Regions from separate parts of the Mus musculus genome. Here all the other regions are linked to region 4. The links are chromatin contacts, called in public HiCAR-type, HiChIP or PLAC-seq and promoter capture Hi-C maps. All regions are on one chromosome and are shown on one strand. The core of a region is the stretch at or near the end of the contact, and the rest is flanking DNA. Distances in the headings are between cores, read along the strand shown. Region 1 holds the start of Daam1 (dishevelled associated activator of morphogenesis 1). Region 2 has its middle 23 kb from the start of Abhd12b. Region 3 overlaps Nin (ninein). Region 4 holds the start of Actr10 (ARP10 actin-related protein 10). Region 5 holds the start of Sav1 (salvador family WW domain containing 1). Region 6 overlaps Nin (ninein). Region 7 overlaps Atl1 (atlastin GTPase 1).

The links. Promoter capture Hi-C pulls out the DNA fragments that hold promoters and counts their contacts. HiCAR-type assays count read pairs that join an accessible place to other places. HiChIP or PLAC-seq counts read pairs in DNA pulled down with a chosen protein or histone mark. Capture Hi-C pulls out chosen DNA fragments and counts their contacts.
Region 1: a promoter capture Hi-C map of adipose tissue shows a contact between it and region 4, with 2.4 times the contacts expected there. The contact joins the promoter of Daam1 here to the promoter of Actr10 in region 4.
Region 2: a promoter capture Hi-C map of hippocampal neurons shows a contact between it and region 4, with 2.5 times the contacts expected there. The contact joins the enhancer-like site here to the promoter of Actr10 in region 4. A contact is called at or near these places in 3 of 39 promoter capture datasets (the 3T3-L1 cell line, the C10 cell line and hippocampal neurons), 2 of 484 Hi-C or Micro-C datasets (B cells and cortical neurons), 4 of 115 datasets of contacts at active chromatin or transcription factors (astrocytes, bone marrow-derived macrophages, embryonic stem cells and 1 more) and 2 of 9 other capture datasets (adipose tissue and liver).
Region 3: a promoter capture Hi-C map of hippocampal neurons shows a contact between it and region 4, with 3 times the contacts expected there. The contact joins the enhancer-like site here to the promoter of Actr10 in region 4. A contact is called at or near these places in 3 of 39 promoter capture datasets (the 3T3-L1 cell line, the SN4741 cell line and hippocampal neurons), 3 of 115 datasets of contacts at active chromatin or transcription factors (astrocytes, bone marrow-derived macrophages and pro-B cells) and 1 of 9 other capture datasets (embryonic stem cells).
Region 5: a HiCAR-type map of astrocytes shows a contact between it and region 4, with 4 times the contacts expected there. The contact joins the promoter of Sav1 here to the promoter of Actr10 in region 4. A contact is called at or near these places in 7 of 39 promoter capture datasets (the HPC-7 cell line, cranial neural crest, embryonic stem cells and 3 more), 1 of 484 Hi-C or Micro-C datasets (B cells), 6 of 115 datasets of contacts at active chromatin or transcription factors (astrocytes, bone marrow-derived macrophages, embryonic forebrain and 3 more) and 2 of 9 other capture datasets (adipose tissue and macrophages).
Region 6: an H3K4me3 HiChIP or PLAC-seq map of bone marrow-derived macrophages shows a contact between it and region 4, with 4 times the contacts expected there. The contact joins the enhancer-like site here to the promoter of Actr10 in region 4. A contact is called at or near these places in 6 of 39 promoter capture datasets (the 3T3-L1 cell line, the C10 cell line, hippocampal neurons and 2 more), 1 of 484 Hi-C or Micro-C datasets (cortical neurons), 4 of 115 datasets of contacts at active chromatin or transcription factors (bone marrow-derived macrophages, forebrain, large pre-B cells and 1 more) and 2 of 9 other capture datasets (adipose tissue and liver).
Region 7: a contact with region 4 is called in an H3K27ac HiChIP or PLAC-seq map of embryonic stem cells, with 5 times the contacts expected there. The contact joins the enhancer-like site here to the promoter of Actr10 in region 4. A contact is called at or near these places in 7 of 39 promoter capture datasets (the 3T3-L1 cell line, the C10 cell line, the HPC-7 cell line and 3 more) and 5 of 115 datasets of contacts at active chromatin or transcription factors (the NIH/3T3 cell line, astrocytes, bone marrow-derived macrophages and 2 more).

What each region holds. Positions count from the first base shown.
Region 1 is chr12:71,829,475-71,832,381 of GRCm38.p6, reverse strand. It overlaps Daam1 (dishevelled associated activator of morphogenesis 1), which reads right to left and starts at 1,314. Exons shown (of 26, transcript NM_026102.3): 1 at 1,051-1,314.
Region 2 is chr12:70,129,847-70,132,709 of GRCm38.p6, reverse strand. No RefSeq gene overlaps it. Among named protein-coding and RNA genes, the nearest start is that of Abhd12b, 23 kb to the left of the region's middle. Within about 2 kb of position 1,374, at least 27 of the 459 cell types and tissues checked have an H3K27ac peak or open chromatin away from gene starts, as enhancers often do. A contact at or near this core is called in cortical neurons, forebrain and hippocampal neurons, where this site is marked.
Region 3 is chr12:70,042,138-70,044,961 of GRCm38.p6, reverse strand. It overlaps Nin (ninein), which reads left to right. Exons shown (of 29, transcript NM_001081453.1): 16 at 710-2,824. Among named protein-coding and RNA genes, the nearest start is that of Gm23579, 49 kb to the right of the region's middle. Within about 2 kb of position 1,386, at least 28 of the 459 cell types and tissues checked have an H3K27ac peak or open chromatin away from gene starts, as enhancers often do. A contact at or near this core is called in hippocampal neurons, where this site is marked.
Region 4 is chr12:70,936,545-70,939,753 of GRCm38.p6, reverse strand. It overlaps Actr10 (ARP10 actin-related protein 10), which reads right to left and starts at 1,897. Exons shown (of 13, transcript NM_019785.2): 1 at 1,723-1,897. The coding sequence starts at 1,799.
Region 5 is chr12:69,985,539-69,988,389 of GRCm38.p6, reverse strand. Sav1 (salvador family WW domain containing 1) reads left to right here and starts at 1,388. Exons shown (of 5, transcript NM_022028.2): 1 at 1,388-1,716. The coding sequence starts at 1,623.
Region 6 is chr12:70,010,570-70,013,819 of GRCm38.p6, reverse strand. It overlaps Nin (ninein), which reads left to right. Exons shown (of 29, transcript NM_001081453.1): 29 at 1-2,385. Among named protein-coding and RNA genes, the nearest start is that of Gm23579, 17 kb to the right of the region's middle. Within about 2 kb of position 1,954, at least 7 of the 459 cell types and tissues checked have an H3K27ac peak or open chromatin away from gene starts, as enhancers often do. A contact at or near this core is called in bone marrow-derived macrophages, where this site is marked.
Region 7 is chr12:69,936,045-69,939,356 of GRCm38.p6, reverse strand. Atl1 (atlastin GTPase 1) reads right to left here. Exons shown (of 15, transcript NM_178628.5): 7 at 2,226-2,282. Among named protein-coding and RNA genes, the nearest start is that of Gm52003, 35 kb to the left of the region's middle. Within about 2 kb of position 1,421, at least 8 of the 459 cell types and tissues checked have an H3K27ac peak or open chromatin away from gene starts, as enhancers often do. A contact at or near this core is called in embryonic stem cells, where this site is marked.

The sequences.
Region 1 (2,907 bases), core at 65-2,564, 890 kb before region 4:
ACTACCAATTCAATGGGGGCAAAACGGTCACGGGCAGCATTTGCTCTGGATGCTCTCCCAACATTGACGGTGGAGGAGAGAGACTGAGAGGAGGAATCTATTTCTGAGCACAGTAAAACATTTTATGGGGAGGGGACAGAACGTCCCAAACCTTGATTGTAAGCAACGTGCAAAGGACCGTAGAAGGGTTTGATGAATGTGAGTAAATGAACGAATGGAGCTGACGCAAAAAGGGAAAAGAAAAGCCAGAAGACTTTCGAGTTGTCCAGCCGGGCCGGGTCCGGTCGGGTCGGGCCCGGCCTCGCCTCGCCCTGCTCTCCTCTCTAGTCAGAAGACAAGCCAATCCCAAACAGCTGGTTTGGGCACCAGTTAGATAAACCCGATTATCCAGCCCTCCTGCCCCCACAGCGAACCTTATCATTAGGTTATCCACCACCCCATCACCACCATGGTTCTAAGGAGAGCGTTTAGCCCACGCCCAGGTGCCCTTTGCAGGGCTCCATTTGGCAGAGCCAAGACTGCGATACGCCCCTCGAAGCAGGACGCGGGGAACCCCATCCAGTCCCCCGGAGACGCAGCCTCCCCGCGCCGCAGCTAGCCGCCGGCTCGCGGCCTCCGCAATGCCAGGTTTCCTTCTTCTCTCTGCACACAGTAAACTCGGAGACTGCCTGGATTAGTCAGCCCCTCCGTTTTGAGTATGACTTGACCCGAAGGTGATAGGAATGGTAGGGGAATCGCGGTCACGGCCATGCCCACGGATCTTACAGAGCCAGCGGCCCAGGAGCGCCGCCCGCTGCCGCAGCTCCCTCAGCCCTGGCCCCGGGGAGCCTGTGGCCGGGAAGAAGAGAGATGTACCCGGCCGGCTCCACGGCCACCGAGCGCCTCGGAAAGAAAGAAGGGAGGGACCCCATCCTCGGGGATGCCTTCCTTCAGGCTCGCCTCGCTCCGAGCCGTGCTGCAGCCATTTTCCAAAGCCTAGATTGGCAGCTCGTAGCTGTCTCGGTCCTGTTCCCACCCAAACCCAACCTGAAGGACGAGTTTAATATTTACCTACTGGCCCCGGAGCTCCGGGAAGCAGCAGGAGGGCGCGCCGCGACAGCGCGAAGAACCAGCACGCCCACCCCGCGCCACGGTGCGGTGCCGCTAATGAATGAGTGCGGCGGGCGAGCCGAGGAGTCCCCTCACCTGAGCAGCCGCTGCATGCTGGAAAGGCCGCTCTGCGCTCCCGGTACAATGGGATCCGGTTAAACAGTTCCCTTCACAGCCGCTCGTAGGTTACCAACTCGCAGGTGACATCACCCTCGTCTCCTCTGATAGGACACAAGGTGGCACCCACTGCGCATGGACGCTTTGACTCGCCTTTAGGATTCTGGATGTTGTAGTCCTAGTCCTACAGACAGAGCCGAAACAGTCTCTCCATCCTCACGCTCAGGAACTACATTTACCGAGGTGCATCTCTGTCCCTCTGTGCCAGCCCCCTCCCCGCCCCCCAGACCCGCCCCCTCCCCGCCCTCCAGTTTAGCAGAACCAGTGGTGGTCAGTCAGAAGCCTAGGGGCATAATGTTTGGGGAAGAGGGCGAGGCACCCAGCGGCCGTGCCCTTTGACTTGACCTCTGATCCTGCCAGCGGGTAGGCTGCAGGACCAAGGGGCGTCCTGAACTCGCGCACACCCGCCAGGCACTTCTGTTCGGTTGGGCTCTCCTGCCCCCATCTGGGAAGGGTCCATAAAAGCCTTTCTCTTCCTTCCCTGCTCAAAACCACTAATTCATAGGACTCCAGGGGTTCTGGGTTGAATACTGAATCAGTATTTCCTCACATCCCCAAGGATCAAACAACGCCAGCCGCGGAAAAAAAGGAATCTCCTTGAACCACACTTTGGGTTAGTTCACCTTCCTCCTCTCTTTCCTTTTTTCCCTTTTAAACCAAGACCGAGTCGAGTGGTCAAGAAGAAAGCTGGGGACAACTTAGTTGGCTAACCTGAGAAAAACCGGCGGCTGTCACTAATGAAAATGCTGTGTAATAGAAGACAGAGACAGTCACCACAATCCTGCGTCTGAAAGCCTGCTGCTGTGGAGATAAAACTATCGAACAGCCATGCTTTTGTTCATCCCTTTAGGGACTTCCCGCTCTGGTGGCTCTCAGCTCCTCCGAAGATAACATGCATATCTCAAAGTTTTAGTTAATTACTCATATATAAAATTTTAAAATCCACAACACTCCCTCCACCCTTGTTCCCCGCACATTTCCTTTCAAAAATATAAAAATTTTAAGACCTTTAAGCAAACAGTACCCTTCAAGGATTGCCCCCGATCTTCAGACACTTTTATGTGTATTCAAGTGTTAGCAAAGGGTGTGAAGTGAAATTCTGACCCTTCTGGAAGATTTTGGTTTTAATACATAAAAGTTTTCGGTTTCATGATCTCATTCAATAACACCAAAGGTGAGAAACTTAAATAGAGGGAACAAATGTCCAAGTGTGTGTGTGTGTGTTTGGGGGTGGGGGGGGCTGTATTCATTCCACTCTCAATGGCACTGCTGTGATCAGCTCACACGCCCTCTTCCACCAGCAAAATTAAGATTTTGCTTCTCAGGAAATGAAGACTGACAATTAAAATTTCCAACTACTCTTCACCTAATTGCTGGTGGAATATCACATCACTACTTATCTTCCCTTTTCTGCTTCAAACACTAAGGCTCAAGTGAAATACGTTCTTGGAACTAGAGGAGCATCTCAGAGGAGAGGGAAAATGATGGGTTTTTTTGTTTGTTTGTTTGTTTGTTTGTTTGATTTTTGGGTTTTTTTTTTTTTTGTGTGTGTGAAAGAGGAGGTTGCTGTTGGATTCTGATCGTCTTTTGACAAGCCTATTCTGTACAGAGCAGAACCGTTTGTCTCCACAGAAGCAGGAT
Region 2 (2,863 bases), core at 125-2,624, 810 kb after region 4:
AGGCAGGAAGCAGGAAAAAAAGAAGGCACCAAGGACCAAGCATAACTCGAAATGGAGAAGTCTTTTTTTATTGGATATTTTATTACATTTCATATGTTATCCTCTTTCCTGCTCCCGGCCCCCCAATCTGCCTATCCCACTCCCCCTCCTCCTGTTTCTATGAGGGTGATCCCCCACCCACTCACTCCTGCCTCCCTACCCTGACATTCCCCTACAGTGGGGCATCGAGCCTTCACATGACCAAGGGCCTCTCCTCCCATTGATGGCCGACAAGGCCATCCCCTGCTATATATGCAGCTGGGGCCATGGATCCCTGACATGGAGAAGCCATAATGACCTCTTTCCTCCAGCTAGGCCTCACCTCCGAAAGTTCCCAACACCGCCAAAAGTAGCATCACCAGCTAGTGCCAAGCATTCAACATGTGGCTGAGGGTATCTCGTATTAAAACCATAACAAATGTACAATTTGTAATCCGAGTACGTGGGAGACAGGGGCAGCAGGATTGCAAGCTCTAGGCAAGTCTGGGCTACAATAATATTTCACAAAAGCCAAAACAGGGTGGACAAGATGGCTTAGTAGGTAAAAGGTTTTGCCATACAAGCCTGATCAGAGTTCAATCCTCTGAACTCTTGTGGAAAAAGAGAACCAACCCCTGAAATTTGCCCCTGACTTTCATATGTGCTCCACTGCACACAGGCACGCGCATGTACACACACACACACACACACACACACACACACACACACACACAGTCACTTTATGGGTCTAGATTTTAAGATCTATTTTGAGATAATACTGAACCATCTCTACCCGTTCTGTGGTACATCCATTATAAAATATCTTTTATCTTTGGCAGCTCATGTTCTAAGGCTACAAAATACTCAATAAATACATAAACAAACATTAAGCAATGGAAGAGTGGGAAGAAGCCCTTAGCTTTCCCAGATACCCCGCCTATGAAGTGGTCCAGTTATAAATATAATCAACGAATACGTCTCCTGGGTATTACCTGGCAGCTTAAAAGAAAAAGATAGCGAGAGCTTGAAATGGGATGTAATGTCCAGCAAGGGGTGAGATTTCAGGCTCTTTCACTCTTCAGTACAAGAGATAGGGAGAGGAAAAAAAAAAACACTATTTAAATGCGTAGTCTCAAACAGTGAAGAAAGCTATCAGAAATCCCAGACTAAGTGTAGCCTGGGGATGGACTGACTACCACATCCTTTGAGGAAACTTATAAGGAAGGAACTCATCTGTGCGTTTCACCTGCGGGGCTAAAGAGCAGGAGGAACTTAGGCGCCACCCCCTTTCTCTGCCTCGGAGGAGGGGACGGAGGGGGGGAGGCAGCGGCAGAAGCTTCTGGACTCGCTGCAGCTGGTTTGGCAGATTGACAGGCACCTGGGCCCTGCTTTGGAAGTCAGGAGTAAAGGAATCGGAGCACTCGATCCTCTGTGTGAATTGATTTATTTTTTTAAAGGCGTTTTTAAATCGACAGAAGCCATTTTGCCCTTTCCGTTTCCGCATCTCCAAGACAGATGGAGCACCCGCAACAAAGCCAACCGAAGGCAGAGGATGCAGTCTGGGATATTAAAAATAAAATCTCTTCCAAATCTTCACAGCTCTTTTAAAAACACTTCCACCCAAGTGTTAAAGCATCTCGCTGCGGCGCCTAAAAATGGAAGAAGATGAGGTGCCCTGAGGCCTCTTATTTCAGAAGCAGCCAGAATTAATATTTATTTGCCAGGAAGGGCCTTTTAAACAATCAGCAAATGGGACCAAATTTAGTCACATGTGGACTTGAGAGTGATTATACCCCAGAGGGCTTTCCATTGCAAATCTCTAGGTGTAAAAATGTTGAATTGAATCCAGAACTAAAGCAAGCAGGCGCGCGTAATCAATACTCAAGTTCAATATTAATATCTTGTTAAGCTCCAATGAGACATTGCATTCCATTAAATATTTCAAAGCAACCCATGAAAAAGTTAGATTTTTGAGGTCTTATTTGAGTGCTATTGTACACAATTTAATATAGCTTATTCTTTATATTTTTTGTAATATTTAAAGCTTGTTCTTTTGTAATAATTAAAAATAGGAACCTATCAATAGTGGCTCGTGAGTTTTTCATTTTCTATGTGAAACTAATTTATTCTGAACCAGATGTAATTTGAGCTTCTCAAGGGGTAGATTAAACTTATGAAAGTATGTTCAAATATCACTGTTGGGTTGTTATCATCCAAAGAATACATTAATGTTGGGTTGAATAAAAATAAAATTAATATTTCCTCTTTCTTACTCTTCTACTGGAAGATATAAAAATTATTTGAAATAGATTATTGATGGAAATAAAACAAAAATTACTACTCTTTCTTAATTTGGTTTTTTTGTTGTTGTTGTTGTTGTTTTTGGTTTTTTCGAGACAGGGTTTCTCTGTGTAGCCCTGGCTGTCCTGGAACTCACTTTGTAGACCAGGCTGGCCTTGAACTCAGAAATCCGCCTGCCTCTGCCTCCCAAGTGCTGGGATTAAAGGTGTGTGCCACCACCGCCCAGCTACTCTTTCTTAATTATGGATTCTCCTTGAACTGGGATTTGATCTCAGTGCTAGGTACAGCAGACAAAAAAAGATAGTTGAGGCCCATCCAAGGCAGCTAGGGACACTGGCTTCAGTCCACAGCTCAGCTCAGCGCAGCTAATGAGCAAATGAGACACTTTGAGACAGCAGCAAGTGAAATGAAATTTGCTGCTTGACCTGATCGTGGCCAGGAAAGGGAATCTCAGGGAGCCTGGGTCGAGGTCGGGGAATTAGAAAATGTGTTTTCATGAAAATCAGCACTGTGAGGAGGGCATGGGAGAGGAAACCCCAAAGGC
Region 3 (2,824 bases), core at 137-2,636, 890 kb after region 4:
ATTGGAACTGTTCTGGTGTGTATGTATGTGGGAGAGGGAGGGAAGACAGGCAGTCAGAGGAACTGTCCCTGCGTGACACTTACTGTCTTCCTGTGCTCAGATGAGGACCAGATCCTTTCTACTGCAATGCTGTCTGATGCTCTCTGAGGAAACCCATTCGTACACTGGATTTGGAATACTCATATTTATTCCCCTTTACGAAATGGCATATTGTGTTTACTGTCCTTGTGTGAAATCCCAGGTATAACTGAGAGATTTCGAGTTTCCCACCCTGTTTAATGCAGAGCTCTTTTGTTAATTAAGCAAAAACAGAAGAGAGTTATTAATGTGCCTGTTTTATGCAGCTGAAATCCTATGGTGCCTCTTTCAAAATATTTCCCAGCTGAGGAGTGAGGTCACTATGTCTTTGGTCATTCAATGTGAAATGCCAGTATAAGGCATCATTAAACCACATAAGTACATTCAGGAAGCCTATTAAAGGATTTGGTTTCGTAAGCTCCCCCTGCTTCAGAGAAAGATAAGTTTCCTGGATTCCTGGTCCCCAGAAGAAAGAGCCTCTCCCCGAACACACGAATGGCCTAGGAACCAGAGCATTGTAGGAAGTGGTCCCATTGTCTGCCCGGCAGCCTCCTTTTTGTATGGGAAAATGTTGGGTTTGCTTCCGGAGTTGGCAGCAGTCTCAGTAATGCTGTCTGTTGACCACATTTAGGGAAGAAATGGAAACAGAGTGTAATAGAAGAGTCTCTCAGATAGAAGCCCAGTGCCAGGCTGACTGTGAGAAAGTCACTGAGCACTGTGAACAAACTCTGCAAAGCCTCGAGGTTCGCCACCGCCAGGAGCTGAGGGACCTCTTGGACCAGCACCTGGAGGAAAGGTCTCAGTGGGAGTTTGAGAAGGATGAGCTTACACAAGAGTGCACAGATGCCCAGGAGCAGCTGAAGGAGGCGCTCCAGAGGGAGAGGGCGACCGCTGCGGCCATGAAGCAGGAACAGGAGATACTGGAGAGGACATACAAGGACCGTTTGAATATCCTGAGCACGGAAAGAAAGCAGCTGCTGCAAGACCTGAAAGACCTACAGAACGCATCTGAGAGCCAGCATGGCCTCCTGTCTGGCCAGATACTTGAGCTGAAGAGAAGTCAGGAGAGAGAACTGAGGGACCAAGGGCAGGCGCTATGCCAGACGGGGGTCTCTGAGCAGCTGGCCAGCCAGCAGCTCGAAAGGCTCCGGGTTGAGCATGAGCAAGAGAGGCGAGAAATGACGGGCAAGCTTGCCGCCCTGGAGAGCGCCCACAGAGCAAGCCTTGAGAGAGCAGATCAAGAGAAGGCGGAGATGAGCACAGAAATCTGCAGGCTTCAGAATACAGTCAAGGACATGCAGCAGGCAGCATCTCTCTTGATGCTTCAGGGTGGCTGCCAGGCAACGGCAGGGGAGGAGGCAGAAGGAGATGGAGCCATGTCCCTGCTTCAGCAAGGCGAGCAGCTATTGGAAGAAAACGGAGATGTCCTCATCAGCCTGCAGAGAGCTCACGAGCATGCAGTGAAGGAAAATGCAAAGATGGCTACTGAAATTTCCCGATTGCAGCAGAGGCTGAAGAAGTTAGAGCCGGGGTCGGTGATCTCGTCTTGTTTGGAGGAGGGGACGTCTGAGATTTCTGGAAGTTCCAGGGAACAAGTAGAACCCATAATGAAACAAGGTCCAGCCACCAAGCACTTCCTGAGCGATCTAGGAGACCACGAGGCCCGGGACCTGGCAAGTACCGGGACAAGCTCCGTTCAGAGGCAGGAGTGCAAAACCGAGGCGTCGGAAGCTTCCCTGGACTGCTTTTCTGAGCTTGAAAACAGTGAAGACACCAGGACCGAGTCCTGGGACCTCAAGAGTCAGATCAGCCAGCTTCGGGAGCAACTGACGGTCTTGCGAGCAGACTGCGATCGGGCTTCCGAGAGGAAACAGGACCTGCTTTTCGATATCTCTGTGCTGAAAAAGAAACTGAAGATGCTGGAGAGACTCCCGGAGGCATCTTCCAGGTATAAGGTATTATACGAGGATGCCGCCCGAGAAAACTCCTGCCTTCAGGAGGAGCTGAGACTTGTAGAGACGCGCTACGAGGAGTCGCTGGACAGCAACAAAGAGCTTACGGCGGAGGTCTACAGGTTGCAGGATGAGATGAAGAAAATGGAGGAGGTGATGGAGACGTTCCTCAGCCTGGAGAAGAGTTACGATGAGGTCAAAGTGGAAAATGAGGAACTCCGTGCTCTGGTGTTGAGACTTCAAGGGAAGATGGAGAAGGTGCTGGGAAGGGCCGCCCTGCAGGGTGACAGCTACGCCCTCTGGGAAGCCCCTTCAGAAAACCTGGAGGTCGCCTCGGATGAAAAGATGCTTGAACTCCGTCAGACTCCGAAAGAGTGTACGCCCAAGGTCGTGAGCATGCACCACATCATAGAAGAGTGTACACAAGAAACCCAGTGCTGTGAGCAGGGAAGCACGAAGCTCCTAGCTAGAATAAAAGCACACGAAATCGCCTGGTTCCACAGAGCAATTAAGACACATCCGGAAAAGCCTAGCGCGCAGAACCGAGTCATCCCGGAGGGAAGTGCTGCTCTCCTAGGCCTACAAGACAAGCATCTTCAGCAGGAGGCCACCATCGCAGAGTTAGAACTAGAGAAGCAAAAGCTACAGGAGCTGACTAGAAATCTGAGGGAGCGAGTCACTGCACTAGTTAGGCAAAAAGACGCCCCTTCTCAAGGGCAGAAGGAGGAGGAGCTGAAGGCAATGATGCAGGACCTGCAGATCACGTGCGGGGAGATGCAGAGGAAGGTTGAACT
Region 4 (3,209 bases), core at 648-3,147:
ATAATCATTTCATATATGATGAACTCAAACAAGCCTACACTCACACTAGGACATGGACACTGGTTTTATTAGTATTTATTTCCTGTGTTTATGTGCATGGGTGCGTGAATGACACAGTGCACATAGGAAGGGGAGAAGACAACTTGTGGGTCTTGGTTTAAGCCAAGCACAGTAGGCACATGAACAATGCCAGCACTCAGGAGGGCAGAGGCACTAGGACTAGAAGTTTGGGGCAGCTTGGGCCACACTGGACACTATTTCAAAAAGAAAAAAAAAACAAAAAGAGAAAAGAAAAGAAAAAGAAAAAGAGAAAAATTAGTAGTCAGTGCCACATTTCTTTTGTGCTGGAAAAAAGGTTGCTAAAATGACCATATTGGAAATCACACCTTTTTTTTTTTTCTTCCCCCGCCTGGGCACTGTTCCCCTGTGCCTAGACATCTCTCTCCATTTTCACTTCAATGTTACTTATATTCAGTGCTCCTCAAAGTCCTCAAGGACTTTGTAATGATGTAGCTTAAGTTCTGCCTTTGAAAACTTTTATGTCCTTCTGTCTTCAATCACATCCCTATATAATAATTTATATTTTCAATGTATAGCCACAATAATTATTTTCAGGTAGTAATCTCTACTTATTATATTAATGTTTTTTAAAAAAGTAAGATGAATATGGGAGAGTCAGAGAAGGAGAGGATAATCAAGAACTATGTTTAATCCAATTCTGTAGCTTCTAAGGACCAATTTTTAAGTCTGTTCTTATGACCATTTATTTAATAGTTGCTTAACATCTATTACAGGTTAGGAAGTGTTTAAAATATGCAAAAATAATCCACACATCTGTTTCATATATAACTTCACCTCAAACACATAATATGTATATATGATGGAACTCTCAGCTTTCTGGAGCCTAATATGTATTTCATACACAACATCACTTTATATATACATATATGTCATGTAATTCTGTGTTGTTCTTGAGTCCAATACAAGGACTCTTAAATGGATGGTCCAAAGAACTTAAAACCGTCCAGCATCCTCTCATACTGTCCAGATGTTCCAAGGCTTGTGAATTTGTGTTTTGCTATCTCTACCTTTGACTGCCACTTCGAGGACCACTACTCCCGTGCTTACAAACTGCTTTTTTAAAGTGCAAAATGTGGGTCTAAGAGTATTATAAGGTAACCAACAATTTCCCGTCTCATTTCTATGCGGCTTCCTGTCTTCATGTGCCAGGGCTCCATAGCTGATTTCCTACACTCCTGGAGAACAATCTATTTCCAGAACCAATGGGGCTCCATCCCATAAATGTTTTATGGTGGAAAGAGTCAGCAAGCGTTACAATTCGATGGTTTCCTTCCAATCTGACCCAGCCAGAGGCAAGCACAATCTGGGTCATCGCTGTCAAAAGTTAAAGTGATGGCCCCTGATCACCTTAGACGGGGGTGGGGTGGGGGACACCGTTCCCCGAGCTTCCTGGGCTTCTCTAGGAGTCCAGATCCCACTCAGGCCACCAGATCCTACAGGTTCGCATTGCCCAAGAGAGTCCTCCCTGACAACACATTCATCACTGAGTGTGGACTGAGCTTTGCCTTAAGGCAACGATGTGAGCTAGCATTCGCGGGATCGCCGGGGGAAGGTCCCGGGTGCCCAGCGGGCCTAAAGACGGTTGCCAGTCCGGGACCACCGGCACGTCCCTCGGGCCCACAGCCGCCCATGGCCACTCACTTGGTGAAAGCTTCTCCTAGGTCGATCACGACTGCTGTCTTCTCGCCGCCGCTCCCAAGGCCCTCGTAGAGCGGCATCTTTGAGAGACCGACGTAGAGAGGGTGAAGTGGTCCGCCCGGCGGGGGGGCTGCCTCAGCGCGGGGGCGGGGCGGGGTCCTCACAAAGCCGAGGACCCGGGCTGGCCAAGGAGAGGCCTGACGTCGCGGAGGCCGAGGCGGTCAGGCGCGCCGGACACCTTAGAGGGGCGGAGCCTCCCGGGTCCTCTCGCTCAGCGGCCGGGGGCGCCTGCGCGGCGTAGTAAGGATTTTTAGCGGCTTAGGAGGGGAGGCAGGAACTTGAGATCGCTTTCTCATTCTCCAGTTCTGTGTTGGTCGTTTATCATGACATTTAGTCGCCGCAATGAACACACAAGATAGAGTCTGCTCAGAAGAGATTGGCTTTCACTCTCCCCGAAGCAGTTCTAGAAAAGGATCCTAAGATCTAAATTCAAAACTTGGATTGGGAAGGCGGAAATGCTCCTTAATTACAGCAGTATTTGTGGTGGTTTACATGCGAACGCCCCCCCCCCCCCCCCCCCCGCGCGCCTAGGCTCATCTGTTTGAATGCTTAGTCACCGAGGACTGGAACAGTTTTGGAAGGATATGGAGATTTGACCTTGGAGGAGGTGTGTCACTGGGAGTGGACTTTGGGGTTTAAAAAGCCCACACTAGGCGCAGCTCTCTCCTCCCTGCCTCCTCTGCCCCCAACCCCCACCCCGGACCCTTGTTGCCTGGCAATTAAGATGTAAAGCTCTCAGCTACTGCTTCATTGCCATGCCTGCCCGCCACCCCACCCCCCCATCATTAACTAAAACTGTAAGCAGGTCCCCGATTGACGATTCCTTTTATAAGAGTTGTCTTAGTCATGTTGTCTCTTCCCAGAAATAGAATAGTTACTAAGACAGCAGTTCTTGCCTGTTGCTGGGGAGATTGATTGGATTTCTAGAAGAGGAGAAACCAGGTGTCATGGTGGCAAGATGCAAAGATATGATCAAAGCATATACATGAAATCGAGAACAAATAAATAAAAATTTAATAAGGAGAATATCGTGGTTATTTTAGCAGAAAGAAAAAAAGAATGAACACAAAACAAATATATTCCTTAATAATCTCAGATGTTTGAATGGAACCTCTTGTGGAGTATTTTTTAAAAAGAAAGATTTAAGAGTACATTAAAAAAACAAACAAACAAAAAAAACCCTGATTTATTTCTCTTGCTGGCTGGAAGCAAAGAATGTTGACCCAACTGAAAAAACTGTCCAGACAGTCTGCAAAAGAGACATTTTCTCACAGTCATCTAACAAAAATCCCAGCACTGGGCAAGGAGATGCTGTTTGAGCAGTTTGTCAGAGATGTCCAAGAAACTCCCCAAACAAGCTTTGCTGTTGCTCTTAGTTGCATTGCAGAGGTTGAGGATAAGTCGTTGTTGCTAAGACACCATGCACTTTA
Region 5 (2,851 bases), core at 139-2,638, 950 kb after region 4:
AGGCCTAGGTGGGTGGCCAGTTACCAAGGAACTTCATTTCCCTCTACTCTTCTCTGTTCCAGTTCCAGCTACGTGACCCTCTTCCTATTCCTACAATGAGCCAGAAACACGACCACTTGCAGTGACTTGCATTTGCTCTTCTGAGGCCTCACTCCAGATAGCACCATAGCAAGCTAATTCCAGCATTGCCTTCTCACTGGCTTCATTATCCGACCCCCTTTCCAAGCTGTGGGATCTCTCTTGTTTATGCTTCCTTCAGCGCTCACTCTGTTACATACTATGGCTTACTAGTTTTATTTTTTGTGATCTCTCTTCCCCATAACCGCAGGACCTTTGTTGTTATATCCCAGACACCTAAAACAGCACCTTGGATGCTGGGTGCTCAATAAAATATTTGTTATAGGATTATAGGGACCTTTAACAAGGAAACATTTCATAAAAACACAGGAGACAGACAACTGATTAAATGTCTTTGTGCATGGCTAAAAAAAAGAGCAGTTTGGTGTCTTGTTCTGAGGTTGGTGTTTTGCTTCTGTGTTTTAAGCACATTCTCTTCATTATGAAAGCCTTACTTTGATCAAGAGGAGTGAGTCCCAATCTTATTCTCCAAGTTATTCTGTGTACCTGAGCGAGTTAAAGAGAACAAAGTAGAATCTGATATATTAGATAGAAAACTCCCAGTTCTGAACTCTGGTGCTCAAAGGCTTCAAAATTCTAAGACTTAACTGCAAGAGAAGGCATGTGGTTATTAAGAATACATATTAAAATGATGAAATAAATACACTAACGTCAAATTTATCTTAGGAGCTGTAGAAACTCCATCTTCTTTTTTAATCCGAAAGCGCGGATGGGGATGGGGGGCACAAAAGGGGGTGGGCTACCAAGGGTTGGGGGAGATAATAAGAGGACAGAAGAAACGGAGACTCAGTTTTTACAGTAGTCACGCTGTCACCAGAAGAGTCATCTGTGTTACTAGGTGTAGCCCTCGCGGTCCCAGCACACCCGAGGGCTGCCTTCCCTCAGCAACCAGGACACGCGGCTGCGGTTGCGGGAAGCAGGGCGGTAGGCAAGTCCAAGGCGAGAGCCGCTCGCCGCCCAGCGGGCTCCGGACCGCCCGGACTCCAGCTCCCCAGCGGCGGGAGCCGGCCCGCGCAGCCGCACTGAGGGCCGCGATGGTCGCCACACCCGGCCCGTTAGCCGCCCGCCCGTCGCGAGTCGCCGCACGCAGCCGCGTCCGCGCCCGGCGGGGGAGGGGCGGCCCGTGCGCGTCGGCTTTCCCAGCATTCCCAGCGGCGCGGGGAAAGTTTACCGGACGTAGGCGGTGGCCGCAGCGGTAGCGGCTCCGGGCGGCGGACCATGGCCCTGGTGGGCGGCCGCGGCCCTGTCCCAAGGCGGCCTCGGGCGGCGTCGTTGAGCCGGCTGACTTCCCGGGAGGAGCTGCCCTGCGACTGAGCGGCGGCGGGCGCGCTTAGCGCGGCCAACATGCGGCGGAGCCTGCGGGCGGGCGCGGGCGGCGGAGACCCGAGGCGAAGGCGGCGGCGGCGGCCCGGGAGGCGGCGGCGGGCGGCAGGCTCGCGGCCCTAGCGAGGCTGCTGGGGCGGCGGCGGGAGTCGTCCGCGAGGATGCTGTCCCGCAAGAAAACCAAAAACGAGGTGTCTAAGCCGGCCGAGGTGCAGGGCAAGTACGTGAAGAAGGAGACGTCGCCCCTGCTGCGGAGTGAGTGTCGTGGGCGGTGGCGGGTGGGGACCCGGCGCAGCCTCGGGTGGTGCTGGAAGACCGACTCTGGGAAATGCATGGCTGTCCGTGGTGTTGGGGAAAAAGTGCTTCGACCCGGGCACCTCTCTGCTGGGTACGTCCGGGCCCCGCGTTTGCGACCATCGCAGCGCCACTCGTCGGCTCACGCACTCGCACACGCACACACACACGCGAGAGTGGATTCCTTCCTTAGTCCTGCAGCGGGACACAAACTTGTGAGGCAAAGAACCTGATACTTGATACTTGTAGCCACTACCAGCGTCCTAAGTAACACACACACACACACACACACACACACACACACACACACACACACACGAGAGACTTGATACTTGTAGCCACTACCAGCGCCCTAAGTAACACACACACACACACACACACACACACACACACACACACACACACACACACACACACACACACACACACACGAGAGAGAGACTGGATTCCTTAGTCCTTCAGCGGGACACAGACTTGTGAGGCAAAGAACCTGATACTTGTAGCCACTACCCAGAGTCTTTTCATTTCCCAGAGTAGACAAGCCATTAACGTATTTGGATTAGGCTTTGCTCCTAAAATTAAAAAAAGCAAAGTATTCAGAATAATTTCAGCCATACCAGGCAAGTTCCTAACTTTATTCCTCTTTCCGACATATGTTCCGTCCCCTCCCGTACGTAGCTTTTCTTCTCCGTTTAAAATATTTGAGTTTTTAACTTGAACGCCTTGATTCTCCTTTTTTAAAATTCTTGGGTAGTCAGAGAGCTAATCCTTTGGTTCTCATTCTAGGAGCTGGACCCCTTGTGTAAGTTTCCTTCTTGGAAACTGGAAGTAACCGTGTGACTTAAATTAAGCATTACCTCATATTGTAATTGGGAAAGCTGCTCACAGGGGTTCCTAGTATTTGCCCAAGATCCCGCAGAAAGGGGTGGAGAGCATATTTTTCCATTGTGACCATGTGTCCAGCCTTACAGGTTCTGTTAGTAGTTGGAGTGCTAGACAACACAGTTGGTGGGGTGGATGTGTCAGTAACTGAAACCATTTTTAAGAGCTTGTTTTTCTGTTTTTTTTAGGTGATAGCTTGCTTTTTGCTGCAAAT
Region 6 (3,250 bases), core at 705-3,204, 930 kb after region 4:
GAACTGTGTACTGACATCATTCGGCTTACAATACTTTAGTCTCTTTGAATTAATCGGCTGGCTGCAGTTCTGTTCAGAGAAGGCTTGGCCAGAGATGTGTAAACCACACAACCTTTTTTGTCTTATATATTAACAGCCATAGACTTTTTACTTCTACGTTTTAGTGCACTTAATTATCTGTAAAGGCCTTGACTGTAGAGTTAAAAACCTCTCCTACTTATGAAGAGTTTTTACTGTTTGTTTAATACAGGTCAAGAATTCCGTGCTTCTGACCTTTTGATACCTCATATATCTGAACTTACGAATTTCGTACTGTGGAAAACATTGGCTATCAAGGGTAAAGGGGAGAAATTAGAGCGTCACTTTACAAGGGGTACAAGAGAAAAGTAAACCGCTGTGTTTGGGAAGGGACACAAGACAAGTCAGGCTGAGAAGTGACATGACTGTGAGGAAATCTTGAGCCATTTCCATTCCACCATGACTCTTTGGGACCCAACTATCGAGACCCACCAGCACAGAGCTCCCTCTACCAAGTTCATTACACTGTCTGTGCTCCAGCAGTTCACACTGGGTTTGCACTACTATGCCTATCAGAAGATCCTGATTTCCCACTGGGGAAAGAATCAATCTTTCCCTAGAGTCATACATCTAAATATTTGACCACTGGCACTATGCCTCCTCTAAATCTTTCTACTCAGTACTTGTATTAGCTTTAGCAGAAAACTGTGTCGAGGCCTAGACTCAGGTCAGAGGTAAACTGTGTCGTATGAAGTAGTCCTGTGGAAGCTTCAGGTTCTGAAGGTTAATTTCACTGGAACTAAACAGCAAGCACATTTCTCCAACAGCTGCCTGCCATGGGGCCTTCTGTGTGTGCTTCTTAATTTTATTTTATATTATAAAAAGTATAGGTTGGTGTTTCTTATAAATTTGTATTCATGTGTACATAAAGAGTTGTACAATGACTGTAAATATGATTTTTTGAAAAGTTTTAGAGTTCATTTAGAATTGTTTCACCCAAAATCAAAATGCTACTTTAGTAAAATGTTAATTTCTTGCTTTACCCCACTTACTAAATAGGGAGGAGGGAAGATCAATATGAGAAATGTCTATAGATATCTTAAACTTATACATTCATGCAGCAGTTTATATTTTAGAAATCTTTTAGCAAGGGAGTTTAACTGCCATGTAGAATATAGCTTAAAGCTTTAAAAACATCAAATGTAAAATCATACAATCATGTGTTGATTTAACTCTCAGACTTTCTTCCCAGTGGCGCTCTCCAAAATCACAAGTTATGTGTTTTATGGCCATAGCTACTTTTTCTTTTTCTTTTCCTTTTTCTTTTTCAAGCACTGGGTTTAGACTCTAAGACATTGCTGGGAAGCGCTCCATTGCCCTGTCTGCTGTCTTCTCATTTTTAAAAGCCTTACTCTGTTGTTTCCCCTAAGGGGAGAAAGGATTTATTTTATCCAAAGGCCTTTTCTCTTAAAGTGAGTTTGTGAGGGGAGAGAAGTCTGTGTGCTTTAGGATGAAGAACAGTATTTTCATTTGTTTTCAAAAGCTCTAATTTCAGCTAAGCCGTTTTAAATGTGAATCCCTCCTTGAAACTGCAATGTGCTATTTGTATATTTGACTATCAGCATGTTTTATATAAACAGATTATGAAAGACATCTTACAGGTCTAGAGTTTCAGTAATAAATCAATATTCAGGGCAGGTATTGAGAAACTTTAAAAAAAAAAAAGAAATAACTAAGGCTTCTTGGCAAACTTTTTTTAACATGTGGAAAATAAATGTGTGATTCCCCCCTTTTACTTCGCTGAGTAAAGAAAAAGAGAGCACTGCTATTGTCAGCATCTCTTAAAGGCATTCCCTGTCACAAAAGTCTGAGTCCAGTGTTAGTCGAGTCCTGTTCTGAATGGGTTGCCTGCAATGCTATAGCATTCCAGTGAGTCATTAGCCAAGCCAAAAGCTGGGTCGAAGCCTGAGGAGCAAAGCACTCGCTGGAAAGGCAGTCAGGAGAGCGTGGCTGCCCCTACTTGAACATCTTAGCACTGTGAAGATGGAGTTTCAGGCAGCTGGACAGCTATTTAATAGCAAATTAAAGTTGTGCCTTTTCATTTTGTTTTTTTGGATGATGCAAGGTAAGTTTATTCTCATTGTGAGAACATTACCATAACATGACTTAAAGGAATATTGATGAAAAACAAAACAATTAAAACCCAGAAGTAAAACCAAAATTAGCTGGAGTTAATCTAGAACCCACCCCGGAATTGTTTTCTGTTCAAGATTAATGTAAATATGTTTATATTGGTTTTGTAATTTCACTTTAGTCACTGTATCCCAGAAAGAGTTTAAAATGTAAATAAATAATTTTGCAAACATGCCTCTGGGTTTCTGCCTTGGAGTTTTGATGAGCAGTTTTGGTGTGTTTATTGTTAGACTTTTAATGAAAGTATGAAGATGTTGCAGGAAACAAGTCTACACATGCAGGGTCCTGGTCCCAGCTACATGCTAAGCCAGAACCATCATTTTAAGAAGATTGCACCAGGGGACTTGGAATGGTTCAGTGGCTAAGAATGTTTACTATCTTGAAGAGAGGATGACGATTCAGAGCCCAGCACCTCTATCAGACAGCTCAGCACTGCACCAGGGGATCCAGTGCCCTCCTGTGGCTCCCAAGAGCACTTGCATGCACACATGTGGAACACATAAAGCCATGGAGGTACACACTCATACACATAAATTAGGTAAAAAGAAGATTCCCCCAGGTGCTTTGATGTGAATTGGAGCAGAGATTCATCCCCTTCCCATCAAGGAAGTGGTGGAATTCAGACCCGCCAGCTTGTGGTGCTTCAGCTTGTAGCAGCAGGTAATTCACACAGTCTTGACTTAACCTTAGGAGGCCCTGCTTGGCATCCAGGATGCCTCGGAAGTGGAGCCACTTGACCATCTTCATCTGAGAGGTTCAGACTCTAACTGAGCTGCTCATAAATGACGACACAGATGATAAAAGACCCCAAAAGTAAACCAAAGCGCGCTGTTAATATGCCAAGCCCCGGAATGTGCAGGGGGGATGTTGGCTGACCTACGCCTATCTTAGAAGCCCTGTCTCATTCATTGTCAAAGGTTTTATGCCAATTTCACACTCTGCTTTTATGAGACAGGAACTATTTATCCCCAATTTACATATGGAAAAAAAAAAAACTGAAGCTTGCAAAAACTGAAACTCAAGGCTACCCTGACAGCAA
Region 7 (3,312 bases), core at 172-2,671, 1.0 Mb after region 4:
GCTTGCTTGTTTAAATGTATGTGTTTGGTGTATGTTAGTGCATGTGCAGGTACATGTGTTTCTGTGTGGTGGTGAGTTGCAAGTGTGTTAACATGCATGTAGAAACCAGCAAACAGCTTTAGGTGTCATTTCTCAGGAGCTGTTCATTTGGTTTTTGAGACAGGATCTTGTACTGGCCCAGAACTGTCCAAGTAAACAGTTGACATGGTGTGGTTCTCACGCTGCCAGAAGTGGCCTGTCTCCAGGCGCCCAGGGCTGGCTGTAGGAAACACAACTCAGAACAAGCACTTAGATGACTGAGCCGTTTCACCAGCCCCCAAACTTTCTTCTTACTGAAACTTCATAACCTCTACATGCTTCACCAATAAGCAGGATTCGCAAAAGATTTGTTTTTAGGACACTGGCATTTTTCTTAACCAAAGACATAATACCTGTCTGTCTGTCTGTCTGTTCCCTCCCCCGAGCCGTGTGTGTGTGTGTGTGTGTGTGTGTGTGTGTGTGTGTGTGTGTGTGTGTGTTCCTATTGGTTTATCTGGTCCTGTGTTAGGAACAGTGACTTGAGGTCTGTTTCTGGAATTTACAATCTAAGCATCAGTCCTGAGAGTAGAAAAGTCAAAGAAATATTCCAGCTGCCATGCAACACTTCAAAGCCACCTGACAGATGGACCAAAAAGAAACACAAGAGCACAGAAAATATTCTAACCCACACTGAAGATTTTTAAAGCAGGCTTGGTTTTGTTCTCTCTCCACACCTCCTCTACCCTTGCCTGGACTTCAGGGACAAATTGAGACCTGTCCTAAAGAATCCTCCACTAAGCTCTTCCAGGAGACAGCTCCTGGACGTCTTGAATGCAGTCTGATAGGAGACCTCCAAGTCACATGTACACTCTGAAGCCATCCCAGATCCCCACCCTCACAACTGTGACAGTCGTCTTCGTTTGTCACTTGGCCACAGAGAATGGAGAGCTTGTATCAGAGTAGTGTTTGCCTCAAGAGCTTCTCACTTTGTGGGCCCTTGTCAGTCACTGGTTACCCTGTGGCTCACATTCCTCTTGGACCCACCTTGGATGTTATACCTATCTGGAGCCTAGCTATGGCTTCCTTTGAGAAGCTTAAGCTGAAGGAGTTAGCTTTTAGATGGTATGGAAACTGCTTCTTCCTCCAGGCACTGTCTGAAGGGTATCCAACTCAATTCTAACTCTTGTCCTTGTAAAGGGCAGGACTTGAAGGACTGCAGCAGTAACTGACAGAGCTTAAGCCAAGCTCAGATGTTACCTTGATGTTAGCCACTGATCCCAGTGTTACTGGAGTTTTTAGGGCAAGTCTGGCCAGCTTCCATTCTCTCAATATGTCAGTAAGAGACAAAACAATGAGAAAGGGGACTTATTCAGCGTGGCTACACCGGAAAGGGGAACAAACAAAAGGGTCCAGTGACCCCGCCCCAAGCCTATTGTGGAGTACTGAGAGGTTTAGGTTTAACTACAAGGTAAGAACTGTGCACAGTTAAGCAGTACTGGAAAAGCACAGTGGTGCCTGTTAGATAGTTCCTCCTCTGGCTGGCAGGCCTGCAATCTTTTCCTTCCTCCAGCGCGGGAGTTTTTTAATTCTTTGGGATCTGGTATTGCAAAGGTCTGATAGCTGAAGGGATGAACACAAGTGACTCTTAGACCCCTAACACAGTGGCTCCACCAGCAGCAGCCTGGCTGGTTGCTCGTACACTCAGACAGGGAGGTTAATGTTAAGAAAGGAACTTGAAAAGCCTCTTCCCCAATATCTGCTCTGGTGTCAGTCAACTAAATTCAAGGAAAAGCTGATATCTCACATGAGTCAGATATCTAAGACACATTTTTACTTCCCAACATCTATCTCATCTTCATACCAAATAGCATGGAATAGGAATTTAAAACTCTTCCTTTTCTTCTTCTGAGACAGGGTCTCTTCCTCACCATGTAACTCTGGCTGGCCTTGATAATGTCCAGTGTACATCAGGCTGGCCCTGAACTCAGAGACATCCATCTGTTTCATATTCATAGCAATCTTCCTGCCTTGAACCCACAGACATCCTGTCTTCCTAGTGCTGGGATCAAAGACAAGTGTCACCACAGCCTACGATTGCTTCTTAAATGAAGTAAATCAAGGGAAACAACCATGACCCTGATTAAAATCATAGCTATGGATTCCATAAAAATCCAGGAAGAATTTTCCATCCTTCAACTTTTACCCACCTGAAAAGGCTTCAGGAATGTTTCTTCCATTGCCAACCTGCCATACTCAGTGAAAAGCTGGGAGGAGAATCCAAGAGAGGGGATGGGAAGGGAGAGGAGAGAGAGAGAGAGGAGATTCGTTTACTTGTTGGATTTCTTCTATTCATCCCCAGCTGTAACAGCATGCTACAGTATTAAGATTAAATAATAAAAACACATTCGTTATATAAAGCAGGGCTATAGTAATTACATATCTAAAAATTACAAACACAGTACAAAGAAACTCCCACTTTAAGCCTGTTTCTCTTTCTTCTCCATGTGTGCGTCATGTGTGCACATGATGTTCTGAGCACTTGCTCCAAAGGTAGACCCCAGCCCTAAAACTCATGTGTTGGATAAAACAAATGTACAAAGGAAGCACATGTGAAGAGACTTCTCACATGCAGGACTTACCTTGGCTTAAAGGGCCATAATACATAACATATGTAGCCCAAGGAAATTTAAAGGTACAACAACCTGGGTTACAAAATTAGGCATTTGGTTTTAAAAGTTGGAAATTGAATGAACTTTCTTCTTCTTCTTCTTCTTCTTCTTCTTTTTAAATTGCTTACAGTTAACAACAGGAAGCATGAGGAGAGGTTTTTGTTGTTGTTGTTGTTGTTTTTGGACAAATGCAAACTTTTCGGAGGTGAGTGATGGGCTTCGGGCTGGCTCAGTGTCCCCACGTGGCCGGCATGAGCTCCTCTCACAGCTGCTGCCGCTTGTGGAGCTGAGGGAAAATGCTGAGAGCCAGCCCTCGCTCCTCTACAGTAGCATCCCAGCTTCATTCTGCCCTCCACACAGGGTAGTAAAACTCAAGAAGCAAAGCGTAATTACTAGATACTTGGAGTAATGAGCTCAAAGTCTGGGTATGTCTAAAAGGTCCAACTATTATCACACTTGTGTACTGACATAACTTGAATTTACAGTAACTTCAGAGGGAGGTATTGTCATTTACAGGAAAAAAAATTAAATGATCAAAATATCCTGTTAGCTCAGGATCACTGGCACAAATTATCCTTTTGTAGAGATGGATAAATATGCCAGTGTGCAATGGTGCCACGCTGTT